Regions from separate parts of the Mus musculus genome. Here all the other regions are linked to region 2. Evidence: chromatin contacts called from public ChIA-PET and Micro-C data. All regions are on one chromosome and are shown on one strand. The core of a region is the stretch at or near the end of the contact, and the rest is flanking DNA. Distances in the headings are between cores, read along the strand shown.

Region 1 (4,730 bases), core at 1,083-3,582, 270 kb after region 2:
GCCTGCTGAGCGAGGAATCCTCAGAAAGTCTGGCACTGCTCTAGTGAGCTAGCAAGTCCGTAAGCAAGCACAGCAGTTTTCCCCAAGTGCTGTTGTGCGGGTCTAAGTGTCCTTGTACCTTACCTCTACAGTCTGGGCAAGGACTGACTCTGGAAGGACACACTACCTGTTTACAACGGCAAAGAGGACTGATTGAGAGCTGCCTTTTGAAAGACACTGTCCCTGGGGATGGGACTCTACAGTCACCTACCCATTTGCCTTCGGTGCACCACACAGAAGTTTTTATGGTCTTGTGTCACCCCTGGAGCTGGGGCTGGGGCTGGGGCTGGAGCTGGAGCTGGGGCTGGAGCTGGCTGGGCATTTCCACAGGCCTGTGAGGGCACACATGCTTTGTCTAATGCCCCCAAGGAACAGCTCTTTCTTGGTCCTTGAGAAAAAGGCCCGTGGAGAGCAGCCCTTGACTCTGGAGTGTCTTGCACAGGAGATGTGCAGAGACCTGCAGCGCTCTTTAGAGCAGGCTCCTGGGGAGGTCGGCAGAAGTCATCTTCAGAAATCCAGCTCTTGCCTTTCTGTAAGAAAAGAGGAATGAGGGAGTCCTTTAAGAGTTTAAAAATATTTCATTACAGCTCACCTATAATGAAATTAGACCACTTTACCCATTTTACATTCACATCAGCAATGTACAGCGTTGCTATTACTGGGGCAGGGAGGGCGGGCATGCCCGTGGAGGTCAGAGGACAACTTTAGTCAGGTTTCTCCTTCCATCTGTATGGGGGCCCTGGAGGTTAAATCTCAGTGGCCAGGACTGAGTAGACACCTGCCGAGCATCTCACCAGCAGCTTCCTTCTAACCTCTCCAATCTCTGTCATGAAGTCTTCCTGCCATGCTCATCTGTGAAGTGCTGTCTCACTGTGGTTTTGATTTGCATTTCCTTAATGTCTAATGGCAAGAAAACATCTTTTCGTATTAGTTATCAGTACTTTTCTTTAGATTTTTATTTTTATTTGGGCTTATGGTTTGTTGTTAGGGTTGACTAACTAGTAAACCCTAGTAACTAGTTCAGATGTCCCTGTTGTGGAGCAGGGTGAGCCCTTCATCCAACTGAACTGATATACTTACAAAAAGAGGAGACAGACATAGTGGAGCACACATTTAATTCTAGAGGCAGAGACAGGCAGATCTCTGTGAGTTCTATGGCAGCTTAGTCTACACAGTAAGCTCCAGGACAGACCCTGGTTCAAAACAAGGGAAGAGGAGATGACACACACACAGAGGAAAGTGTCAAGTGGAAGAGAAGCATGGGATGCTGGAGGGAGGGACTGGAGTGATGAACCTACAAGCCTATGCCAAGAATACTAAGAACTGAGAGAAAGAAGAAATTACCCCTCACTGTCTGGAGGAGCCACTGCTGCCGACATCTGGCTCTCCACTCAGCTTCTAGTACTAGCAAGGACTGCACAACTGTTGTTTCCAGCCATCTGATTTATGCTACTTTGTTATAACTGCTTAGGAAATCAATAAAAATTACAAGGGTTCTGGGCAGATTCTGGGTACCAGAACCTTAGCAGGCTATCTGACTGACCAATGACTTCTCTTATTCTATGTGTTGTCTTTTATTTTTTTTACTTATCTCTTCCCTTCCTTTTCTTTTTGAGACAATGTCTATAGGCAAGGTTGGTCTAGAGCTCATTACATAGCCCAGGGCAGCTTTGCAAGAGCCTCCTGCTTTGGACTCTCAGGCACGAGACGCAGGCACAAGCCACCATGCCTGGCTTCTTCTTTTTTCCTTCTTAATGGTACCTTCTGGAGCTCTGAGATGTTTTCTTCCTAAGCTTAATTTAGCCAGCTTGTCTTCTGCTTGTGCTCCTGTTGTCTTATCTCAGAAGCCACCGCAGAAGCCAATGTCACCAAGATTTACTCCCACGTTTTTTACTAAGAGCCTTATTAGCGCTTACATCTCTGTGACCCATTTTGAGTCAGCTTCTATGTAAGGTGTAAGGAGGGCGTGCAACTTGATTCTCTTGCAAGTGGAAATACAAGTGTCTCAGCACTTCGGGCTCTGTGGCCTTGGAGATATGGGGTAAGGGAGGTGTGGTGTGTGAGCTTAGACCTAAATTATTGCTTCTAATTCTGTTCCCCACATTGAGCAGGTCCTTGAAGCCCCAGTAGTAGATCCTGCTCCCTGACAGGGGAAGTTGGGGAGGTCTGGAGTCAGAAGGCCTATGAGAATATCGTTTAGTTCCTATTCTTCACCGTTCTAAGCTCTCTCTGCCTTTCTATGCCTAGACATGGAAGAGAGCAGAGGCAAGGAAGTTGGCTGGCTACACTAAGTGGCTGTCTATACAAAGGAAATGAGTCACACAGGCAGGACCCGCCCCATTGCTCTGGCAAGTGCTACCAATCTAGCTCTGACATTGCTATTTTCAACCCCTAAATCAAGACTGCCCTCCCTGCTGATACAGACAGGGAGGAGGGTTCTGGCTACGGCTGTGTGACAAAGGGGTTGGTTTAGACAGTTTAGACTCCTGAAGCCAAGAGAGACAAGTTCTGATTCAGGTATAGGTATACAGATCTGGGCTCCCAGGGCCTCTGCATGTGACTTTCAGAGTTGGCATGTGCTTCCTTCTACTCGGGACAGGATGATGTGTCAGGCAGGGTGGCTGCTAGGGACCATGCAACACTGGTCTAAACAAAGCCTGTCTGGGTCACCAAGCCCCAGATGATTCCCTGAGGAAAATGGGTGTGAGAAATAGCTCCCAGGAGCCACTTGGCCATCCTGGTGACTTCACACATACCTGGTGACCCTGCCCTGTATAAGCCCTGGTAGGAGAGGACACTGCTCTTGAGGATCCACCAGTCACCACCTGAAAGCTTCTTTACAAGCCCCAACTCAGATCCCCTCATCACCCAGACATCTTATCACCCTATTCAGTGATAGTCTCTGCTCACCCCCATCCTATAAGTCTGAATGATCATTTTCCTCGATAATGTCAAGCAAAAATGCTCAGCATTGAGTCATAAAACACAGACTATTTTCATCACTACTAGGTAGTTTGTGTGAATGTTCAGGCACAAGTATGTGAGCAACTCTGGAGTCAGTTCTCTCTATCGTATTTGGGTTCCAGTGATTGAACTCAGGTCACTAGACTTATATGTCATGTATTTTGACTCCTTGAGCTATCTTGCCAGTCCAAGGGACTAACTTCTGGCTGTCCAAGTGTCTTCAATGTAAAACAACAGAGGTGGGTGGAAGGACCTGGTGGGATGAAGAAAACTGTGGATTTACATTAAGGGAGACTTGCTTCTCTTTCCACTGAAGAGAAGACTAGTAAGAAATGTTCAGAGTCCACTGACCTCACACCAGCCATTGGGGGATGACTCTAGAGAAAGGCTCTGTGAGAAACAATGAGAAGCAGTGTGTGTGTGTGTGTGTGTGTGTGTGTGTGTGTGTGTGTGTGTGTGTGTGTGTGTGTTTGGGGGTGGGAGGGACGGTTCCAGTGAGAGAGCACCGAGGGTGTATCTGCCTCACAGAGGAGGTAGAGAAAGAATACTCCTGCAATAATGGATCTCCGCACTTGCAGGATCACCCTTTTCCCCTTTCTCTTGCCTCTTTCTGCCACCCTCCCACGTATGCTTGCTCAGGGCCCCACATCTGGCCGGCTCTGTTTCTTCAAACTGTGAGGAGATACCGCTGACCTGGGATCTACACCAGAGCAGCATCTGCCATCAGGGATCTAAGTCAGCAGAACGCTGCCTGCGTCACTAGGTGTCAAGAGGCTATGGCTAAGGAACGTAATGGTCTCTGGACCATTTTCCAAAGGACTGGACTTTCTGTTCACTGTTCTCATTATGCCTGCATGTGCAACTGCAGAAGGGGACCCCACGTCACAGCAGAGAGTGTGTGTAGGACACATTCTCTAGGCCAGGCTTAGTCACCCCAGGGGCTCCCAGTCCCTGCACTTCCTGCACAGCACTCAGCACTACTGTAATTACAATGTGCACCATCAGTTCTCTAATCTGGTGACTGTCCCCAAAGGCCAGGGCTCTTGTCTGTTCTGTTTCATCACTGTTTCCCTAGCACCTATCACAATGCTGGGCCCACAGGCAATGCTTTACAAAGAAAACTTCTGAAAAAGAAAGGCTGAAAAAAAGCTGATGGTGACTAGACACCCCCCACCCGCTTGCTTCAACAACATAGACTAAGCTAAGGAGGGAGTGGTGCGTGCTGTAAATGAGGTAGAGCAGAAAACTGGGACACAGGACCCTGTCAGAAAAGGGGCACAGGGACAGCCACTGTAACAGCTGGACGCTGTAAGGAGCTGGCCTTACCTAGGGAGCAGACAGGAAGCTCAAGGGTCAAAACTGTGGACGGTGGAAGAATTCTGTTGACAAATTAGCTACCCTGTCCCATCAGCTCCAGGACCCTGACAAGGTACTGTGTTTGAGACCAACTAGCAGAAGGTAGATCCAGGGCAAGGGTGAATTCAGTCAAGATGGTCAAGGCCACACTTGGGAGTCGAGGTGAGACACAGGCAGCCGCCTCTTAAAAAGCATCCTTCTCTCTGCAGCCTAAGGCGGAAGCTGCAAACCCTCCAAGCTTCAGGATATCTTCACTACTGCCCAGTAAGACTCTCCAAGGCCTCATAAAATGCACCGTCCAGAAGTAAATCTGGAACCACGTTCAGAATGGTAAAACCAGAGACTCTGGCCCAGTTATACAAGTTCATGAT
Region 2 (5,015 bases), core at 2,400-4,899:
ATTGTAGTAGACCCAGTGCCTGCACAGACCTCTTAAGCTGCTTGGCCTTGGAACTTTTGTTAACTGCCTAGGCGGCCTTGGCCTCCCACGGGATAATCTGTGTTGGTCCTGCTGCTCTATTCAGCTTTTAAACTACCCACTCCAGCACCTAACGAGTGCCCAGAGCCACCGAGGGCTAGCTATTGGCAGCCGATACCACCTGGGCTCCAAGATCTTCCTTGTTTTGGGGGAAAGGAGACCGTACTGGGTGGGGATCCTTAGACTTATTCCTCTGAGTTCCCTAACACCCTGTGAGGCAGACCACCTCCCCGGGTTTGGCCATCCTTGTGCCTCACTGGAAAATACAGGCACTCTCCGGGATTTTAACAGTAGGGAGGATAGCCCTAAAGACAGACACCATTCACTACACAGGTTCTGTAGCTTCAGCGTCACAAGCAAAAAGGCTGAAGCAGGAAAACCTATGATGTCGGCAGACATCGGGGCAGCGAGCGGGAGCCAGGACTGCAGGGAAAAGTCAAGTCGGCCTCACAACTCACTTGCTGGCTCGGCAAGTGTGGACTAAAAGATTAGCTGTTCTGAATCTGGATTGACTTGTTTGTGAAACAGGACCGACTTCTGCACCATAAGGCAGCCGAGCGGTTTAACAGTGCTTGGAGGGTAGAAAATACTTGGCAAAGGGCTAGGACTTGGAACATATAAGTTCTGGAAGTCTACGACCTTGGTGAGCATGTCCCCTTCCATTATGAGACCTTACTCTTAGCCCTCTCTAGTAAACTTAGTCTAGGTTCAACCATAACTTCCATATTCCTGACTGTGTGTATTCAATCAAGTCCTCTAAAATCTGAAGCATGGACATTTTGACTCTTGCAGCAAGTTGTCTGCAAAGACTCCTTTTCCTCTTTATTTTTTAAGACATTTAAATATATTTTATGTGTATGAGCATATATGACTCTGTAGCACACATGCCTGGTGCTGGTGGAGGTCAGAAGAGAGCATGGGATCCTTAGGAACTGGGGTTACACTTGTGAACTGCCACGTGGATGTTGGGGATGGAGCCTGGATCCTCTAGAGAACAAATGCTCTTAACTATGCAGCCATCTCCCATACCTTGAGCCCCCTTTCCATCTTTGTTCTTGGTCTCCTGGTGCGTTCTAAGTAATGAATGAAGAAAGACAGGCTTTTCAGGCAGACCAGGTTTCTAGCAATGCATGGAAAACAAGCTAGAATGGTCATTTTCAAAACAGCTGCATGTCCCCTTAGGGCATTCTCACTTGCTTCCCCTCGAGACTGTCTCACACTAGATTGCGGCCCCACCCAGCACTCTGAAGTTCATAAACCCTTTTACTTATGAAACACTTTTAACCTGGGAGGTGATGTGCACCTAATTATTACCGTGGTGCTGAGGCAGGAGGATCTGCATTTCAGGCAAGACTATATTATATCCTGAGGCCTTGCCTCAAAAACAAAATTGTGCTTCCTGCTCCTTCCAAGTCAATTGCTCCGTAATACACAGATTTCCAAGTCCCAAGCAGTCTGATTGCAAGTTGCTGCATGGATTTTCTTTATTGCCATTTGGCTCACTGTGGCCGGGCTTCATTGTGCAGTCCTGGCAACTTGAAGCTCCAAAACTTTTTATCTTTTTTGTCCTAACAAATGACTGCCAATTTGTAATAGTTTGCAATGAGCTGAAGCTTTTACTGGAAATAAAAACTTACTGAGGGAGTGTGGGAGAAAGGATTTTGTGTCTTGTTTTTAATTTTTTTTTTTTACATATCTGATTTTTTTTTTCTTTCCTGCATGTGTGTACAGCATATGTGCCTGCTGTCAATGGAGGATATCAGCTCCTCTGGATCTGCAGCTATAGACATTTGTGAGCCATCGTGTGAGTCCCAGGGAGCCAATCTCAGGCCCTCTGAAGAGCAGCCCGTTCACTAACTGCTGAGCTGGCTTTCCAGGTCTTGGCTTTTGTGTTTTTGACAGAAAAACCGTATTAGATGACGCAAGGAAGACCCGCTCTAGTTACAACTGCCTCTTCGTTGTCAGGTGACCTTGGATAAGTCACTTGATTTCTCCAAGGCGCAGAGCTTTCCTATAGCTAAAATGGCGGCTAACTCCTGCCCTACCTCGCTCACATGGCTGCGCTGGTCAAATAGTTTCATGTGTAGAATCTCACTCCATTATGGCTGGAATGTAAGGAAAAAGAAGAATGGCTCACTGGGTACTCAGGCAAAGGGAGAAGTGGCAATTACGCCAAGGGGATTAAAGGGAGTTTTTCGGGTCCTTCTAGTAGGGGAAAAGAATGTGAATCCCTTTTAAGGGGGAGTAGAACCCCCACTTCACCCCCAATGTACCCTACGGCCCTGGGTCAAGCACACCCATTTCAGGGAAGGCCTTCAGCTTTCCTTCTCGAAGCCTTCCCCCCAACACACACACACACCTCATCTCTGTGGATGACACCCCCTTTTTTCGGGAACGCATAGATTTTTGGGTTCCTCCCCAACACAGACTTCGCATCAATTGGCCCAATCTCTCCAGAGTATCCTGGCTAGGGAAAGGTTTGCGGTATCGGAAGCGAAGAGGCCAAGTCGACCCCGGGAGGCCATTTTCTTCGGCAGAAGCCGAGGTTCGGGGCGAGTCCTTCCTCCTCACCACGCGCTTCCCATCCGGGCTCAGGCGGAGAGCTCGGCCGCGGAGGACCACTTTGCTTTCACCTCTGGTGCGGAGATAGCTCTTGGCCTGGGTGGCTGCTCTCACCTAAGGGCCTCCAGGATAGCCTGAGGACCGACGTCACTCAGGACTCGAACCCGCCCTCTCAGTTCCTGAGGCCTAGTCTGAAGCTGATGCTCGGCAGGCCACCACACTGTCCCTTTAAGGCGGCACTTCTTAATTCATTTGTTTACTTCTTCATGCGCTTTTCGTCTTTTTAATAAATAGTTGTCCAAAATATCCTTCCGCTTATCTCTCTCCAAGAAACCCATCACCTACCTCAGAGACATTATTGTAATTTTAAGAATCCAATGTCAGTAATCACGACTAACAGCTCTCTTTATAGAATTTAATCCTCTTTTACACTTTAGGGACTACTTTTTAGGGACAGACCATTTTTGCATAAGTTGAAAACGGTTTATGGCCATCAGAACCTTTCCGCTGAGAACAGAATATGACAGTAGATTTTCAAACGCACCTTTTAATAAAAATATTCTGTATAAGCTCCCAAAGGTCATGGAATCTTCTTGTATTCCTGAAGCACAATGGTATGGTCCAGAACCCGCCCCATCTCCTCTGTAATTGGTCTTCCTTCCTCGGAGAGACGAATAACTCTTGCCCAATGACTGCTCACGTTTCTTCAGCGAGAGCTAAGCGATGGAAGAAGGCGGCCTGGGAGACGCCCCCTACGCATTCTATGATTGGCTACGTTGCACGGCGCGCGAGGACGGCGGGCCCGAAAGAAGGGAACTACGACTCCCGGCTGCCCCACACCTGGACTCCGTTACGCATGCGCATGGGCGGGGCTTACAAGCTTCTATATATAAGAGGCGCCGAGGGCTTGGAGACAGCAGTTGGAAGTTGGCAGGTGGAAAGTCAGGTTGGGAGGGGAAGCCGGAGGAGGAGGCGGAAGAAGAGCTGTCTGAAGGGGGAGGGAGGGAGGGAGGAAAAGAGGAGGAGGCGGAGGAGAACTGAGCGGAGCATCGAGCCAGAGGGGAGATGAGTTTGTCTGTCCTCGGCTAAGGCTCCGGCCCGGCCTGAGGAACTGGGAGCTCGGGTTGGAGCGACACCCGTGGAAGTGGGAGGTGGCGGCTCTGGGACTTTAACCCCTTGTGGGCTCTGCGGCAGGGGATTTAACCCTTTGTGGATTCGGCCCCTCCGAGGCAGCGTCATCGGGTAGTTTTAACCCTTTCGGGTTGGGTTTAACCCATTGGACTTAAACCTCCTCTCCTTGCGCACCAACTCCTCGTCTGTGGGAGCACTCGGCGGGGAGGCGTGAAGCCCACCCCTCTGCATATTTGCATACGGTGCCTGCTGCTGAACCCCCGGACCTGCTAGTTGGCCACGCTTGTGTGCGCTTAACCCTTTATTGACTGGACTCCAAGTTGCGATTGGAGTTTGCTGACAGGACGGACGGAAGGCGTCACTGCAGAAATTACTGACCGAAGAGGACTTTGTTGGACATATTTTGAAAAGAAAGAAAAACCTCTTTCCTTAAGCCAGAATTTCTCAAACTTCCAGAAGAGAACTCTACTAAGCCATGGCCGAGCCACTCTTGACAGAACATCAACACCAGCCTCAAACTAGCAACTGTACAGGTGCTGCTGTTGTCCATGAAGAGCATACCTCTGAGCGCCCCCCAAGCGCGGAGGAACGGGTGCCCAAGGAGGACAGTAGGTGGCAATCGAGAGCGTCCTTGCAGTCCGGTAGCCGTCCAGGGCAGGAGGGAGAAGGGGGCCTGAAGCACCAGCTGCCCCCATTGCAGACGAATGCCTGTCCAGAATTGAGCTCCCTGGAGAAGGGCGAGAAGGGCCAGAATGGGGAGGACTTATCCACTGGCGGTGCCTCCCCGTCGGCGGAGGGAGAGCCGATGTCAGAGTCCCTCGTGCAGCCAGGTCATGACTCGGAGGCCACCAAGCAGGAGGCTCCTGCCGCCGGAGGCGAGGAGCCATGGGGACAGCAACAGAGACAGCTGGGCAAGAAAAAACATCGGAGACGCCCCTCAAAGAAGAAGCGGCATTGGAAGCCCTACTACAAGCTGACTTGGGAGGAGAAGAAAAAGTTCGACGAGAAGCAGAGCCTGCGAGCTTCGCGGGTTCGAGCCGAGATGTTCGCCAAGGGCCAGCCAGTTGCGCCCTATAACACCACGCAGTTCCTCATGGATGACCACGATCAGGAGGAGCCTGATCTCAAAACCGGCCTTTACCCCAAGCGGGCAGCCGCCAAATCCGACGACACCAGCGATGAGGATTTTGTGGAAGAAGCTGGTGAGGAAGACGGAGGCAGCGATGGCATGGGAGGGGACGGCA
Region 3 (4,845 bases), core at 1,626-4,125, 300 kb before region 2:
CTTAGTTAGTAGAGTGCTTCTCTAGCGTGCAAGCTGTTCTAGGCTGGATCTCCAGCACTGTCTACACCAACGGGGCGCTATGGCCTAGACCAGCCATTCTAATCCTATGAGCACATGGGAAGAAAGAGGCAGACCGCCATGAGACTGCAGCCAATCTGGGCTAGCATTAAGACCCTGTCTCGAAAAGAACAACAAAAACTCAGAAAATATCTGGTACCAAAGACAGAGAAGAGCTAGGTCTAGACTGAGAAGACGACCAAGATCCTCAGGTTAAAGACACGGCCAACATCAGAGAGGGGCCGACATTCTGAGGACCTGGAGCAGAATCAGAACTCGAAAGGAGAGGGTGGAATCTAAGTCCACATAACTACCTACTCTGGATGGGCAATTAGGAATCCCAGGTCCAAGAATGAGTCCAAAGGAATTCCCTAAAAATAGAGTCTAACGCCACTTAACTCCAGACTTCCTCGGAAGGTATGTTACAAGTCATCCTGAGGTTACAATTAATTCAGTCACAACCAGTTAGATACCACAAAGACACAGATAAAACAGGCCACAGATGGGTGAGAGCTAAACACTGTTTAGAGGTTAGAGGATAAGAATACTATGTGAAATTTATTTCATTTCCATGAGGGGAAAACAAATTTATTCTAAAAGTTTGTGCATGTTTTCCCCCCAAGGATTTTAGATAATTTCCATATTGCTAAACTTTTTTTTTTGCACATTAAAAACACTGAGGGGGAGAGAAGATTGGTCCTCATCTTTTGTCTGCTCCACTTCCTAGCTGTCCCATACACTCACTTAATGGGGAGAAGGTTGCTGGGATACAGCTTAGTGACAGAGCACATACGTAGCCCTTGGTACAGTCTCCAGGACCACAAAAATGTTTGTTGAATGAACTACCTATAACCCATCATTCTGGAGAGTCAAGCAGTAGGGAGTTCAAAGCCACCCTAGGCTGCATACCAAGTTCCAGATCAACCCATGCCACACAATGATAGCCAGCTTCAAAGAATAACATTAAAAAGTAAAATGTAATCTTTAATGAGATCATCTCACTGTTGTAGGAAACACTTTGGTTAAACACATTCCATGGGTCTGTAAGCTAACCCTTTGCCAAGGTGTACTGAGAGCCAACTCCAGACTTTGTAAAACAAGAATTTACTGCTTGTATGTGAGCCAGTATTCAATACCTCCTCATCCATTCTTTAGCAAAGGAACAGAACTAATAGGATGAAACCAATGTTTTGGAACCATAACACATCAGAACACATTTGCAGAACTTATAATGCCAGTTTTCTCTCCAAAACGCCCTTTGCCTACTCTGCACCCGAAGATCTGGCATCACAAATCGTTTTACCCTTTACCCCGAAGACTGTTCTAATTCCTTTCATTCTGCCATTACACAGCCCTTAAGAAACTCAAAGTAGCTGCAAATAAATCCTGCTGGCCCCAAACAAAACCTGCAATTTTTAACAAAAACTCACAATTAATTTAGTTACAAGCTAAGCAATCAAATTCGTGGGGCCTTTTTTGTTTCTCTTTGTTTTGCATTTTTTGCTCTGAAAAATACCTGCAAACTGTTTACAAGGGGGAAGGATTAATCCCCAAATTACATTATTAATCCTCTTCCTACAGTTACTCATGTACTACAGACAAAATGATTTCTGCCTAACAGAACTAAAGTCTTTCGTTTACAAGGCTTTTTGTACAGCGCTTTCACATATATCCACTTGTAAGGGTGCACAACAAAAGCAATAACTTTTAGACTTAAGACACATACAAGATAACTTATCCAGAATTTGGTCTACCTTGAGTTCCTCGATTGCACCTAGTGTGGACGAGAACAAAATAAAGCCCGAGCACAATGAAATCTGTGGCGTTGCCAGTCCCCGAGGACCAAAAGGAAAATGTCTTCAAATGACAAAAACCAAACTCATCCCACTTCGCAAAAGAAAAGCAATCCCAAATAATCCGCAAAGCGGGGACCGGCGGGGGAGGACCCCAAATTCTAAACATGGGTCATGTAAATCTTTTCAACTCGAAACTCCAAACGCGGCAGCCAGCCCAATCACAGCATTAGCGCCTCCTCTCTATTTTCAATCTGGAGACTCAACGAAGAACAATTAAAAAAAAAAAAAAAAAGGCCACAGCAGAGCTCCAAAGTTTTCCGAAGTGAGAATAAAGTCATCTCAAGTAAAGAAAAGGCGTCCAGCAAGAGGCGACGGGCCGGGTCCTCCCGCCAGCCCCTCTCCCGCTCCGCAGCGCTCGAACCAAACCTCCAGTAAAAAAGGGGGGAAAAAGAAACCTCCGAGGGGGACAGAGGACCCGCCGGAGCCCGCAGCACGCCGCCGAAGAGCGGCCCAGGCCGTCAGACAAAGACGAGCCCGCCCAGCGCCAGCCCGGCCGGGTCCCCCAACCGCCCCGAGGAGTTGCGGGAGCACCGCCGCCCGCTCCCGGCCCGCCCGAGCCGTTTCCCTCCCAATTTGGGAACCGCGCGCCTGGGGACAAAGAGGGCGGGCGCGCCGGCGGCGGGACGCGGGTGGCGACGCCCCTCGGGGCTCGGCGGGCGCTCCTTCCCGCCCTGCCGCCCCCAGGAACCCGGCCCGCCGCCGCCGCCGCTTTCGAGGCGCCTCAGAGTTCGCCCGGCCGCGCCCGGCCCGGGGCCCCTCAAGCCGCCGCTCACCCGGCGGTGGGCGCCCCCGAAGCCGCCTCCTCCGCCGGGCCTCGGCCCGTCCCGCCGGCCGCCGCCTCATGGGCCCCGCGTCGCCATCACCTTCGCCGCCTCGCCGCCGCCGCCACCGCCGCCGCCTCCTTCGCCTCAGCCTTCAAGCCGAGGCTGAAGCCGCTCCGGCCGCGCCCGCCGCCTCCCTCTCTCCCGCTCCCGCCGCCGGGACCCGCGGGGAGGCGCCTGCGCACTGCGTGCCGCGGTGGGGGTGGGGGCGTCCCGTCTCGGCCTGGGAGCGGGGGCGCGGCTGCACGTGCGCCTCGAGTGGGAGGGGGCGCCCGGAGCGCGCGGCCCCGCGCCGGCGCCAACTTTCCGTGACCGGCCGCGCGCGTTCCCGGGCGGTCCCGTACGCGGCGGGGCGCGCGGTGGCGGGAGGACCCCTGCGCGGGGAGCCCCGGTGGGCGGCTGACTTCGAGCGCCGCGGGCTCATTTCCTGTGGCGTGATTCCCCGGAGGAGCCGGCCAGTGACAGCGTGATGGAGACACGCCTCACCTGAGTTTCCAGGGTCGGACCGCAGAGCTCCACCGTTATCTCGTGCGCTAGGTCAGGGCCTTGGTCCAGCGGATCTCGGGATGCTCATGGCCGTTCTAGGCTCTGCTCTGCAGTTGCTCGAAAAACCTCCGGGGCTTCTCGGCCAACCATCCCCGCCTGGTGGAATCATGGTTTTTACAGGCGTTCTGCATAGTTTTGAGGTCCTGGATTTCTCGGATTAGTAAGACCCTAATAGGCCATTTCCTCTTAACTCCTTGCATCCCAGCGGGATCCCAATTACAAGACTTGAAATGCACATGGACAGGAATTCCCCTGGCCGAAACTGCGGGTTAAGAAAAGGAAAACTAGCGGGAGAGACGGCTCAGCGGCTATGCAGTTTGTACTACTGTTGCAGAGAATCTTCTACACCCACGTTGTGTGGTTCACAACCACCTGTAACTCCAGCCTCTGGAGGATCCGACTCTCTCGGGGCACCTATATCGATGTGCACATACCTACACATAGACCCAGAGACACATAATTAAAAATAATAAAAAATAAATCTTTATTAAAAAAGAAACGAGAAATTCCCCTAAATACTTTAACGAGATTGAGACTGGGTGGTGAAAGGCAGTTTACCAAAGAGATGGGAGGGGAGGGCCATTCCTGTACTCTAGAATTACAAATGGATAGGCTTTTTAAAAGTTTTGCCCCTGGACAGGGATGAAATTAAACACTAACAAGTGAGGCGACTTGTGGATCAAATTTCTCCCGAAGCTAGGTCACAGGTTGGGATGAAAAGGGATGGTCCATTGCCTACCCACACCCTCCGAAATTTTGTTTGGTTGCTATGATGTGTGTGGTTTTTTTTTTTTTTTTTTTTAGGAAAGTGCCCAAATTTTTAAATCCTTTTTTTTTTTTTTTTTTTTTGGCTTCTCTCTAAAAATCAAAGAATGTGCTCACTTTGAGCCTCATGTTTCATTTTTGATATTTTGTTTGATTTTTTATGAAACGAAGTCCCATTATAGCACAGGCTGATCTCAGACTCGACCTGTGGCTGAGAGCTAGCTTTGAAGTCTTGATGCTCCTGCCTTTGTCTCAGGAGGCGGGGTCTAAGGCAGACACCACCCCCACTGTGCTGTGCTCTGAACCTTTATTTTTGTTTGCTTCTTTGTTTTTTGAGATGGGGTCACCTTGGCTGTCCTAGAGCTTGTTATGTAGATCAGACTGCTCAGGAACTCAGAGGGATTCCCCAGCTCTTACCTCCTAAGTGCTAGGAGTAGAGGTAAGGGACACCATGGCCAACCATGAGCCTCTGGTTTTATGGGATAGCCATTTCTGATCCACATTTGGTTTATTGAGAACCTACACCCTCCCGCTCAGCTGCTTGAGCCTTTTCCGTTCCTTAAACGGCTTGGCCTCTGAGTATCAAAAGTTCTCCCCAGCCAGCCTTTCCCAACATGACTTCTCTAGTTCTTCTAGTGGCAAATGTGAAGAACTTTTAAATACATGAGAATATGAATGAGAAAAACCTGTTGGGGCTGGGGCATAGCTCAGTGGAGCTCTTACCCAGGATGCATATGGTCTTGGGTTTAATTCTGGCCCCCCTCCTCTAAGAGAAAAAAGACATCATTTGACTAACTTCT

Evidence for each region. Hi-C and Micro-C count contacts between places; a contact is called where the count stands out from the background. ChIA-PET counts read pairs in DNA pulled down with a chosen protein or histone mark.
Region 1: a contact with region 2 is called in an RNA polymerase II ChIA-PET map of effector CD8 T cells, with 11 read pairs. The contact joins the enhancer-like site here to the promoter of Hexim1 in region 2. A contact is called at or near these places in 2 of 39 promoter capture datasets (the C10 cell line and the HPC-7 cell line), 1 of 484 Hi-C or Micro-C datasets (the Ba/F3 cell line), 2 of 115 datasets of contacts at active chromatin or transcription factors (effector CD8 T cells and pancreatic cancer cells) and 2 of 9 other capture datasets (liver and pancreatic islet).
Region 3: a Micro-C map of embryonic stem cells shows a contact between it and region 2, with 7 times the contacts expected there. The contact joins the promoter of Gjc1 here to the promoter of Hexim1 in region 2. A contact is called at or near these places in 4 of 39 promoter capture datasets (cranial neural crest, frontonasal cranial neural crest, maxillary cranial neural crest and 1 more) and 2 of 484 Hi-C or Micro-C datasets (embryonic stem cells and reprogramming fibroblasts).

The regions. Positions count from the first base shown.
Region 1 is chr11:103,379,784-103,384,513 of GRCm38.p6, forward strand. It overlaps Plekhm1 (pleckstrin homology domain containing, family M (with RUN domain) member 1), which reads right to left. Exons shown (of 12, transcript NM_183034.2): 6 at 251-569. Among named protein-coding and RNA genes, the nearest start is that of Arhgap27, 18 kb to the left of the region's middle. Within about 2 kb of position 2,333, at least 235 of the 459 cell types and tissues checked have an H3K27ac peak or open chromatin away from gene starts, as enhancers often do. A contact at or near this core is called in the Ba/F3 cell line, the HPC-7 cell line, effector CD8 T cells and 2 more, where this site is marked.
Region 2 is chr11:103,112,676-103,117,690 of GRCm38.p6, forward strand. It overlaps Hexim1 (hexamethylene bis-acetamide inducible 1), which reads left to right and starts at 3,650. Exons shown (of 1, transcript NM_138753.2): 1 at 3,650-5,015. The coding sequence starts at 4,247.
Region 3 is chr11:102,816,284-102,821,128 of GRCm38.p6, forward strand. It overlaps Gjc1 (gap junction protein, gamma 1), which reads right to left and starts at 2,876. Exons shown (of 3, transcript NM_001159382.1): 1 at 2,687-2,876.